2 separate regions of the Sus scrofa genome follow, and region 2 is linked to region 1. A link is a contact called in public HiChIP or PLAC-seq data. All regions are on one chromosome and are shown on one strand. Each heading gives the region's core, a stretch centred on a gene start, on an enhancer-like site or on the middle of the called end of the contact. The rest is flanking DNA. Distances are from core to core; before and after follow the strand shown.

Region 1 (5,892 bases), core at 1,766-4,265:
CCAATACAGCATGTCATCGTCCTAGCACCAACAGGGGGAAGGAACAACCAAAGGGGCCATAGTGACTCAGAGTTCCCAATACATCACACCAGGGCAACAGGCTGCGCTACTTCACAGAGCAGCCAGGCTGCCATGTAAGAGGTGTGGCAAGGTGGTGGGAAGTGTCAGGGAGAAGTCCCTCCAGGCCCCCTAATAGGGAACTGGCCTGTTTCCTTCACATCCTTCAGTAAGAAGGGGGCCCTCCAGCCACAGGGAGAGTCTCTGTCCCCACCATCTTGTGCTGTACCACTGGGCCACCCAAGTCACTGCTGTTTCTTGGCAAAGGTGGGGGGTCCCTGAGAGTCCTCGCGGCTCCCACACTCACTCACTTGGGCCAGGCTGGAGAGGTCCTCATCCTTGTGCTGCTGGAGCTGTGGAGAAAAGGGGAGGGAGGGACAAGGTGGTCACTTGGGGGCCTGGGAGGGGACAAGGCCCTCAGCCTTGCCTCTCCAGAAGTGGGTGAGCTCCAGAAGCACCCGGGCCTGCCCTCTCTGGCAGGGGAGGTCGGTGGGAAGAGGGATCCTGCCCCTGCTATGCCCAGGCCAATGCTGGGCACAGAGGAGATTCCCAACCAGCATAGCTAGGATAAACAGCCCCGGCTCAGAGCTGGAGAAATGTCACACGCAAAGGTCACATGACCAAAGCAAAGGTCACATGACCAAAGCAGACCACCACTTGGGCTGGGCTAGAATGCTGCCCCCCATTCCGGGGGCATGGGGGGGTGGGTGGGCGGCAGCTCCAGCCACAGTCTCAGGGGCCAGTGTCCTGAACTTGAACTGGCTTCTTCCCTCCACTATGGGGCTTCCCGAACGTCTCTCAGGAGCCCAAGTTGGATACCCTTTTCTTGAAGTAGGTTCTCCACTTGTGATACTCTCGGATCACGATCTCAATGCGGCTCTTCCAGTACTTCCCCTCGGTGGTGATAGCCTGTGAGAGAGACACAGGGGGGAGTGAACAGGCAGGGGTTCACCAGCAGAGCCCCCTACAAACAAGCGCGTGCTTGGCTCTGGAAGGCCGGCCCAGGCAATCCAGTTCCCAGAGCCCCACTGTGGGCCTAAGGCCTCATTCAGAGTGCGGCCCATCTCTGCTATGCCCAGCTGGCCTCTGAGAGAATGTGGGCTTTCATTTCACGACCTACGAAAACCTAGGGGATTTGGGGACCCGGGGCCCAGGGGTGGGTCTGAAGCAGGGACAACAGAGTTCCTGGTGCCAGAGGAAATTACAGAGACCAGCCTGGCTCTCCAAGGCCCATGGCCTCTGCCATGTTTCCAAAGGGTGACAATGAATAGCTAGTCCCAGAACTTTCAGGTGGAAAGTGACCTCCAAGATCTAGCATAACCTTCCCATTATGCAGGACGGGGGCCCTGACCAGGATATCCTTGAAGATCCTCCAGGAGCCCACGTCACTTTCAGATTCCTTTTTTCTTTAATGGCTGGAGAATATTAACACAAGTCTCAGATATCCTATCATAATCCCATACAATTTCACCTAAAAATACTTCACTGTGTCTCACAGTGAATAATACACTGTTATTACCAGGCCTAAAAGAGTGTTATTCCTTAGTGCCATCCAGCACCAGATCACATTCCACGGCTCCAAACCACCGTGCAGTACGTTACTTTCCAAGTTTTCCCCCTTTCGTTGTAACCGTGAGACATGCTGGGACAAAACTAAAATGATGCAAAAGAGTGTAGTGTGAAAGAGTCTTCCGTCCTCCTCACTCTAATCCCACGAGTACAAGATTTCTGCACAGCCTTTGAGACACTTCCTATACATACGTGTAATCACACAGGCACACGCTTTAAAAAACTAACCTAAAGACACTAAAATACTGCTGTGCTACTTGCTTTTTTCCATTTACTATCTTTTCAACATCTTCCCCCCTCAGCATATGAAGATCTTGGGGCCCTTCTTTAATGGTTACAGAGCTCTGCTTCTAAGGAGTCATGATGTTAGAGGGAAGGAGAGGGTTGGTCCCCGGGTCTGAGAAGGGGGAGACTCTGGGGGGGGTGTCAGGGGCCACCTGCCTCCCCCGTATCACCGTCACTTCTCGGGGGTCACAACAGCTGCCAGCCTCCCTCTGCAGGACCCAGCCTCATCCCACCATGTGAGTCACCTCCTCTTGAGTGAGGGCGTGTCATGAGCCAAGTACCTCTGGCCGGCGGTGCTCATCCACTTCCACAGAGCCATCCAGCGGAGTGACAAAGTGACACACGGGATTCTTGCGCTTTTCCAAATCTGGAGGTGAGCAGTGAGACCTTGTCACTATGGCTGAGACCCCTACAAGAGCCTTGCCCCTTCTGTCCACACCTCACCCTCAGGGAGCCCCTTCCAAGGGTTTTTTCCTTCTCCTTCCCTCAGAAAATGAGATTTCAGGGAAGTAAAGGGGTCCAGGTCAGAGGAAAGGAATCTGTCAGTGATGTGTGGGCAAGAAATGGAGTCTGGCTGATCAAGAGGAGCACCAGCCTGAACCAAGGGGACCCTAAGCACGCTCACCTGCTGCAGAGGTCACCTGTCCCCCGGCACCCAAGCCAGCTGGACACAAAGCACGGCCTGGGCCTGCATCCTCTTAGATCGGCTGAAAAATAGGAACTGTTCCCTGACTCTCCAAAAGTCACCCACCCTGACGTCCCAGCAAAGGACAAACCCCACCCTCCTCTTCTGCCTTTAAAACATTGGCTTTTGTCACAGTGAGCATGTTAGGGTGAGAGCAACTGGCTAAAGCTTCTGCCTCCTGCAGACTATGGGCACCTTCATGACAGACGCCTGACTCTGCTGATGGTGGTTAAGTGTCCAGTTCACTGGGATTTGGCTTGGTTTTCCTATCCTGCAGACTGCCCGAGAAACTTCTGTCTGACACACAATGTTCCAAAAGCAGGCTCCGGGGCCCGGAAGTGCAGAGGCCTCTGGATGGCAGAACCTGGAGGGCCTCCTGCCCAGCCACATGGCACTTACACTGCATGTACCATGCCCGCCAGATGGCGTTGTTGAGCCGGATCTTGTCTCTCCACTGGAGCTTCAGGCCCTTGAAATTCTTCCACTTTGGAGACACCAACTTGCCACTGAAAGGTAAAAGGAAGAGGGGACACTTAGTGGTTTCTCTGAAAATGAAATGAAATAAAAAAGTACCACCCTATCATTCCAGGTCTCAAAATTGTGGATTAAACCATTGCAAGCCACAAGCTAGGCTTCAAAGAATATACAAGGTACTTTGGGATTTCTTCAAAGTGATATGGATGGGGGCCATGGTGTTGGGTATGGAGGGAGCAGGACTGGCCATAGGTTTGTAATTGCTGGAGAGGGTTCACTATCCTAGTCTGTCCACTTTTGAGTATGTTTAAAATTTTCCATAATTGTGGAGCTCTCGTCGTGGCACAGTGGAAAGGAATCTGACTAGGAACCGTGAGGTTGTGTGTTCAATCCCTGGCCCTGCTCAGTGGGTTAAGGATCTGGAGTTGCCATGAGCTGTGATGTAGGTCGCAGAGGAGGCTCGGATCCTGCCTTGCTCTGGCTGTGGTGTAGGCCGGCAGCAACCGTTCTGATTCAACCCCTAGCCTGGGAACCTCCATATGCCTCAGATGCGGCCCTAAAAAGACCAAAAAAAGAGCCCTTGCACACAAAGCTGAGAGCAGGCAAGGAATGCTCCCTGGTGGCACAGCCTTCTCAGTTTAGCTTTCCAAGGGCTGTGCCTGGAGCCTCCTTGAGCAGGTGGCCTAGGGCTTCTCTTTCTCAGATGGTTTGAGATGGGCAAGGCACTATTTCTGGCCCATACCAAAGGGGGTTCTGTGGGTTCTACATCACTTCAGGCCACAGCCCTGCCCCTTCTCCAAACCCATTCAGAAATTCCACGTGACAAGCAGTGGTATGCCAGCAGTCACAACAGCTAGTCTTCAAAGACAGCACCCAAACAACAAACACTCCCTCAACCTGAACACCTGGTTTATAAAGCAAAAAGCTCCTTGCTCTGCACCCCGCAAACCTCATGCCCATCCACCCTCTGTTCCCAAAACCCAACACCAGGCCAGGCTTTGGATTACAGGCCAGAGGGTTGTGAGCATCCCCCAAAGAAAATGTCACAGCAAATCTTCAGGGAATTTGAGGGACAGACAATAGCAGCCTCAGCTCACAGGGTCAGGGGCTCCTTAGTCACACACCTTCCTCCTCCCACTGCACTGCCACTAAAGGTACTTCTACACATCAGCTGTCATCCCAAGTTCAACAGCCAGCAGCCTGCTTTGGAACCTCTATAGCATAACCTCATACTAGCCATTAATTTCCACAGTCACTTAACTTCTCAGACACCCCAGTTTCCTGGGTAAAATCACAATAATACCACTGTCTCCAGAGTGTTTTAACAGGGATTAAATGTATAAACACACACACAGGATTAAATATACAGGATTAAACACGAAGGATTAAATTCACAAGGATCAAAAAAACACACGCGTGTACAGACATACATAGACATACAGACAACATACACATTCTTAGACACAATAGGACAGGTAAACCCTAAAGTAAAATATCAATGTGACATATTAATAACCGCCTCAATGATATGGATTTAAGTTATTATTGAAAGGCCCGGGTTTTTTTTGGGGGAGGGGCATACCCACATGCAGAAGATCCCACAGATGGAACCTGAGCCACAGGAGTGACAATGCCAAACCTTTAACTACTAGGCCACCAGGGAACTCCTAAAGGCCTGGTTTTTAACACCTCTTAACTTGAAAAGTCCTTTCTTTTTGTCTGCCAAACTCCTGGGGCTCTGCTTCCTCCATAGGAGGAAAAGGTGCACCTACATGCCTCTTGATACCAGCAAACAGAGACATGACCAAAGGCCAGCCCTGACTTCCATGCAGCTGCAGAGCCACTGGCTACTTTAGTGCCTTGAAGGCAGAGCCTGGGTCCACCTTTTTTTTTTTTTTTTTTTTGTCTTTTTAGGGCCACACCTGCTGCATATGTAAGTTCCCAGGCTAGGAATCAAACTGGAGCTACAGCTGCAGCCACTGAAATGCAGAATCCGAGTCACCTCTGTGACCTACACCACAACTCACAGCAACACCAGATCCTTCACCCACTGAGGCAGGCCAGGGATCAAACCCAAGTCCTCATGGATACTAGTCAGGTTCACTACTGCTAAACCATGACAGGAACTCCACCTACCCATTTAATAAGCTTTGAGCACCTATTGTGTGTCATGAACACACTAGGAGCGGAGGAGAGAGAGCACGAGGAGGTGGAGAGGTCCCAGCTCCCATGGAGTGTGTGAGTTGCTGAGGGGAAGTCCTGCCTATGAGCTGAGTGTCTCGAACAGGAGCCAAGGGCTATGGGAACAAAGCTGGACTAACTAACCCTGTCTGAGCAGTCATGAGACGCCTTCTGGAAGAGATGATGTCTAAGCTGAGGCCTAGAGGATAAGGAAACTTCGGCTAAACCAAGGAGAGGGGGAGAGGTCTATACTGGTCTTTCTGCCTGGCTCTGAGGTGGGCAAGACAGGCTGGGTCAAGGTGTGGAAAACACCCAGCTTGGTCAGGGCCTGAGGGCAGGGGTGCTTCTAGGCCAGGCTAGAGAGCAGGGTAAACACCAGAGTGCATCAGGCCCCTCCTCTGGGCAAAACCACCCCCCTTCTTGTCCTCTGCCAGATCTTTTAGCAACATGGCAGGGGGTTCTAGGAAAAAACAAAACAGGAAACTCTCCCTATCTTTTTATTTCCTTAAGGGAAAAAACCTTTTCTATAACTAACAAATTCCTTGCATTGAAGGCCAGAATTCAAACACCACCTTCTCTGTATGGTCAGCAGGCCCAGAATCTGCAGAGGTGGCAGCAGGGGACAGAAGCAGAAGGGACAG
Region 2 (5,892 bases), core at 1,087-3,586, 84 kb after region 1:
GCTGAGGCAGAGGTGTCATCACGGGGGGGGGGGGAATTCCAGGCTTCAGTTTTATTTTTATTTATTTACTTATTTTTGGCTTTTTAAGGTCACACCCGAGGCATATGGAAGTTCCCAGGCTAGGGGTCAAATCAGAGCTACAGCTGCCAGTCTACACCACAGCCACAGCAACACAGGATCCGAGTGGCATCTGCGACCTACACAACTCACGGCAACGCCAGATCCTTAAGCCACTGATCGAGGCCAGGGATCGAACCCACAACCTCATGGTTCTTACTCGGATTTGTTTCCACTGCACCACAACGGGAACTCCCAGGCTTCAGTTTTCAAGCGAGCAAGCAATATGGGGAAAAGGGGGCAGCACTCCAGGCTTGAGGCCAGCAGGGCACAGAGGGCTGGGGAGTGGGGCAGGAAGGAGCTGCAGCCCCCCTCCAAGCCCGACCCCTAAGTCCATCCATCCCAGGGTCCAGAGGAACTGCAGTTCACACACACTCTTACTCCCCCAAATCAACAGCCCTGATTGCTCAAGGACAGGGCCAGGTGACCCAACATCCCGCCAGGGTCTGAGCTGGGTTTTCCCGCTGCTGCCACCATGGGGCTGGGCTCTGCCTACAAGCTGGTGTCTGTAGGGGGACACAGGGTTTAGAGACAGACCTGGGCTCTAGTACCACCTCTGCCACTTATTCCTGTGGTCTCAGATCCCCCACCCTTTGTAAAGTCCAGGTTCACAATAACCACCCTGGTAGGTCACTGTGAGGATTAGCTGGAATAACAGGAGAAGGACGAGGCAGTACAAGGACCCTAGGTGGGAGTAAACAAGGGATTATCCAGGGCAGAGGACCCAACAGTTCCATAAGCCTGACACTTCTTTGATATTTTTAGTTTTGCCTTTAAAATCCATGTTAGCGGCAGATCCTCAAAAAGTTAAACACAGAATTCCCTTCAACCCAGCAATCCCACTTCTAGGGACAGACCCACAAGAATGAAAAACAGGTCCCCCAGCTGATACTTGAACACAAATGTCCCCAGCAGCACTGCTCACAATGGCTGAAAGATGCCACAGCCCAGATGTCAAATAACAGACGGATGGCTACACAAAACGTGGTCCCTCCACACATGGAATATGACTCAACCGTAACAAGGAAAGAGGCACTATTACAGGCTACAGTGCGGGTGAACCTTGAACACAGGATGTTGAGTGAGAGAAGCCAGACAAAAAAGGCTACAGTGCGGGTGAACCTTGAACACAGGATGTTGAGTGAGAGAAGCCAGACAAAAAAGGCCAACTAGTGCATGACTCCAGCTATGTGAAATGTGCAAAAAGACAAAGCCATAGAGACAGAAGCACAGATTAGTGGTCCAGGGGCTGGAGGAATGGGGAGTGACAGCTAAAGGGTGTGGGGTTTCTTTTTAGGGTGATGAGAATGTTTGGGAACTAGACAGAGGTGATGGCTGTGCAACATTATGAATGTGCTAAATGCCACTGGGTTGTTCATTTTAAAATGGTTACTTTTGAGGAGTTCCCATCGTGGCGCAGCGGAAACGAATCCAACTAGGAACCATGAGGTTGCAGGTTCGATCCCTGGCCTTGCTCAGTGGGTTATAGATCTGGCATTGCCGTGAGCCGTGGTATTTCCATGAGCTGTGTTGTACGATCGCAGACACAGCCCAGATCTGGTGTTGCTGTGGCTCTGGCGTAGGCTGGCAGCTATAGCTTCAATTAGATCCCTAGCCTGGGAACCTCCATATGTCACGGATGCAGCCCCAAAAAGACGAAAAAAGAAAAAAAAAAAGTCTCCATTTCAGGAGTTCCCATCGTGGCTCAGTGGTTAACGAATCCGACTAAGAACCCTGAGGTTGCAGGTTTGATCCCTGACCTTGCTCAGTGGGCTAAGGATGTGGCATTGCCACAAACTGTGGCGTAGGTCCCAGATGCAGCTCAGATCTGACACTGCCAAGGCTGTGGTGTAGGCCAGTGGCTGCAGCTCCCATTCAAACTCTAGCCTGGGAACTTCCATATGCTGCAGTTTCAGGCCCTTTTTAAAAAAAAAGGAAAGGAAAAAAAGACTCTTAGGCTAATGTCAGACCTTTATGAGCTAAAAACTAACTAACTAAATAAATAAAATGGTTATTTCTGGTGGAATGTTCAAGGCCTCGGCATGGCAGCCTGATTCTCTTAGCGCAACAGCACTGGAACTCACCCAGGGGAAATTATTTTCCTAGGGCCTAAATTTAGTCCAGGGAGTTTGGACATTATGTCATTCCCTGAACTCACTCAGCAGTAAACAAGTTCAGAGCAAGGTCACCAGCTGGTGACGAACCTGCCCTGTGCTGCATGTAGGCCAGGTGCCCACCTGGAAGGTGGGGGGTCTGCCTCTGCCCTTCCCGTGGGACGCTCCTGCCTGGGCAAGGCTGGGCAACTGTGCCAGCCCGGAGGCCTGGGGTAGCTGGAAGGGGACCGTGATGAGGGGCCCACCTTGGCCTGGGGTGGGTGGGGGGTTAGGTATCAAATGTGGCGGATGAGGAAGCACTGACCCAAGGCGTCATTCCTGCAGCCCAGCTGAACTAACTGGCCTTTCAGAGAGAAGGAGCCTCAGACCTGGAACATGGGAGAAACGAGGCCGTGGCCAGAAACAAGGAGGCCAGGTAGAAGCCAGGACGTGGCCCTCACCTGGCCCCACATGGCCCTGCCCTTGACTCCCAGCCACCCCCCATGGAAGGGTGGAGAAGGTGCCCCTCCCCCACCAGCCCTGCCAGTACCCCGCCCTTTCCTGCCCTGTCCTCTCCTGCAGTGTGACCTGACAACTTCTGTCTCATTTTATGAATGAAGAGGAAATAGGAAGGCGCTCAGGAGGTGACACTGCCGGACTGAGGCCATACAGCAGGCAAGGGTCAGCCCGGACGTGACCAGCTCATCCTGTGTCCCAGCCAGGTCCCAGCCCCCAGCTCCACTGCTTCCACCCACAGAGCCACCTTACCAGGCTGGTCAGGGTTCTCGATGGGGAGAGGGGTGTGACTTTGTCCCATGCTCTCCCAGGGGACATTTGGCCCCATCTGGAAACATTTCTTTTTTTAGAGTCTCAGGTGTGGCATATGGAGGTTCCCAGGCTAGGGCCACAGTCACAGCAGAGCCAGATCCCAGCAGCGTCTTAGACCTACACCACAGTTCCGGCCACAAGGCCCTGCTCTGGGGGAGGACCCTGCAGGGCCTACAGCCACTCCAGACCCGCAGGCCCTGTCTCCGCAGCCCGCTTCCAGGGCCGTGTCCTGCAGACCCACTCTCGCCAGAGCAAAGAGACACGTGTGTGGGACATCCTGTGGCACCATTTGTGTAGGAAAAAGAGCAACCTGAATGACCGCCAACATGGGGACTATTTCAATAAACCAGGGCACATTCATGTCACTGAATGATAAGCTGGTAAAGAAAATGAGACAGACCTGTATGTCCTAACATGGAACTATCTCCATGGTGACTGTTAAGTGAAACTGTTCTCAAAAGGGAGGTTATCATCTCATATAGATGCTTCTAGATACATCTGGAAGGCCACAAAACAGACTTCACAGTGGTCCTCCTCCGGGGGGGTGGGGGGAAAACGACGCTGGAGAGCTGGGGGTGGGGCGCTTCAGTCCATACCCTAATTCATGATTGTTCCCCACCCAGAGGTCCTCCTGGCACCTAGGGTACCTTCCCCTGCACATTCCCAGGCACTGTCCTGTGGTCCCTTCTGCCTGGGTTGCTTGGTCCCCTCCTACCTCTGCTCATCCTTTAGGCCCAAGTCAGATAGCACCTCCTCCAGGGAGTCTTCCAGGCTCCCTTCCCTTACTGCATCTGACCATGAACTCAAAAGTCCCCTTAGATGCCAGGCAACGCCAGGCAAATGAGTCAAGTGGGCTGTTTAATTCAGACACAAATAACATTTGTAAAGAAAATCTAAAGCAATCTTTCACCTCTTCCTCAAAGAAATGGGCATTCCCCCAGCCCTCTCAGCCTTTTACTTTTCCCCTTAGTACAGAAAAAGGTTCAAGAAACATATTAACTTTCCTTTTGAATTTATAGTAAGAAAAACAAGAGTGATCATGGGGTAATACACGGCAAGTGCCTCTGGCCTCAGCGTCAGGGAGACAAGAGGGAGTGGTAGGGGGTGTGCTAACTGGTGAACCCAGGCCCTCTTGACCCTCCCTGGAGGGGTAGCCCTGTGTCTGCGCTAGCTGGTTGCTGCTCAGTGGAAATGCAGGTCCAGTATTGCCAGATCTTCCCATTTCTCAAGAGAAGCTAGAAATTGATCCTTTTTTTTTTTTTTAAGTGAAATTGCTCAATTTTTAAATTCTGGCATCAAGTTCCAATTAAAAATGAAAACACCACGGGGATCTGTGGTCACACCCGCACACCACATGCTAGATCTAGTCTGGCTGCGGCCTATCTGTAGACTCTAACTCTCAGCTTCAGTGCTTGTCCTGCCTGTGAGTTCTTAAGGGTCAGGACAGGACTCAGCTGTGACGGGGGCCTGGGACTGGCACGGAGCCCTGCGTGGGGCTGATACAGGTAACGTGGTGTGGAAGGGAGTGGAACGGGATGTGAACGGACTCTGCAACATGGGACGGCCTTCCTCCCCAAGAGATGCATGCCCCCACTAAGCACCAGGAAGCCTGGGCTTCGGGCCAGCGCCGACCTCACTGTAATGACCTCTCCCTGGACCCCCAACTCTGCACCCAGGTGTCTGCCCTGCTCCTCCACCTCTCTCTCCTCAGATGATGGGCACTATCATCACACTCATCACACACTCAACACACTCTCACCTCTCCCTCAATACACACTGTCACATGAGACAATCAGGAACTGTCATTCATTTTCTTAGATGCAATAATGGTATTTGTGTTATGTAAGAGAACATCCTTTCGTTTTTTTGTCTTTTTAGGGCCATGTCCATGGCATGTGGAGGCTCTCAGGCTAGGAGTCGAATCGGAGCTGCAGTTGCCAGCCTACACTACAGCCACAGCAATGCCAGATTCGAGCCACGTCTTTGATGTACACTGAAGCTCACGGCAACACTGGATCCTGAACCCACTGAGTGAGGCCAGGGATTGAACCTGCGTCCTCATGGATACCAGTTGGGTTCGTTACCACTGAGCCACAATAGGAACTCCTTTTTTTTTTTTTTTTTTTTTTTTTTTTAATGGCTATACCCTGGAGTTCCCATCATGGCACAGCGGAAACGAATCCAACTAGGAACTATGAGGTTTCAGGTTCAGTCCCTGGCCCCACTCAGTGGGTTAAGGATCTGGCATTGCCATGAGCTGTGGTGTAGGTCGCAGATGTGGCTCAGATCTGGCGTTGCTGTGGCTGTGGTGTAGGCTGGCAGCTACAGCTCCGATTAGACCCCTAGCCTGGAGACCTCCATATGCTGAGGGTGCGGCCCTAAAAAGACAAAAAAAGACAAGGAAAAAAAAAAAAAAAGGCTGTACCCTCAGTATATGGAAGTTCCTGGGCCAGGAACTGAATCCAAGCTGCAGCTGTGACCTACACCACAGGTGCAGCAGTGTCAGATCCTTTAACCCACTGCACAGGGCCCAGGATCAAACCTGAGCCTCCAGAGCGACCTAGCTGCTGCAGTTGTATTCTTAATCCACTGTACCACAGTGAGAACTCCAGAGAATGTCCATATTTTTAAAAGAAGCATGTTGTTTACAGACAAAATGTCATAAAATCTACAACTCAATGTCAAAAGGCACCCCAAAAATGTTTCTAGGCAAAGCAAAACAAAAAACAAAAAAACCCCAAATAACTGCCCCAGCAAAAAATAAACCCCCCAAAACATTAAACATTAACAACTGAGGGATTTCCCATTATGGCCCAGTGGAAACAAATCCGACTAGTAACCATGACCAGGCAGG

What was found. HiChIP or PLAC-seq counts read pairs in DNA pulled down with a chosen protein or histone mark.
Region 2: a contact with region 1 is called in an H3K27ac HiChIP or PLAC-seq map of skeletal muscle. The contact joins two enhancer-like sites. A contact is called at or near these places in 1 of 5 promoter capture datasets (liver), 34 of 47 Hi-C or Micro-C datasets (adipose tissue, alveolar macrophages, blood and 16 more) and 2 of 2 datasets of contacts at active chromatin or transcription factors (alveolar macrophages and skeletal muscle).

What each region holds. Positions count from the first base shown.
Region 1 is chr14:30,588,731-30,594,622 of Sscrofa11.1, forward strand. MLXIP (MLX-interacting protein) reads right to left here. Exons shown (of 17, transcript XM_021073760.1): 2 at 2,996-3,102; 3 at 2,193-2,278; 4 at 877-966; 5 at 369-410; 6 at 1-21. Among named protein-coding and RNA genes, the nearest start is that of IL31, 38 kb to the left of the region's middle. Within about 2 kb of position 3,016, at least 7 of the 83 cell types and tissues checked have an H3K27ac peak or open chromatin away from gene starts, as enhancers often do. A contact at or near this core is called in adipose tissue, omental adipose tissue and skeletal muscle, where this site is marked.
Region 2 is chr14:30,673,070-30,678,961 of Sscrofa11.1, forward strand. All of the region lies in intron 4 of BCL7A (B-cell CLL/lymphoma 7 protein family member A), which reads right to left. Among named protein-coding and RNA genes, the nearest start is that of BCL7A, 23 kb to the right of the region's middle. Within about 2 kb of position 2,337, at least 26 of the 83 cell types and tissues checked have an H3K27ac peak or open chromatin away from gene starts, as enhancers often do. A contact at or near this core is called in adipose tissue, omental adipose tissue and skeletal muscle, where this site is marked.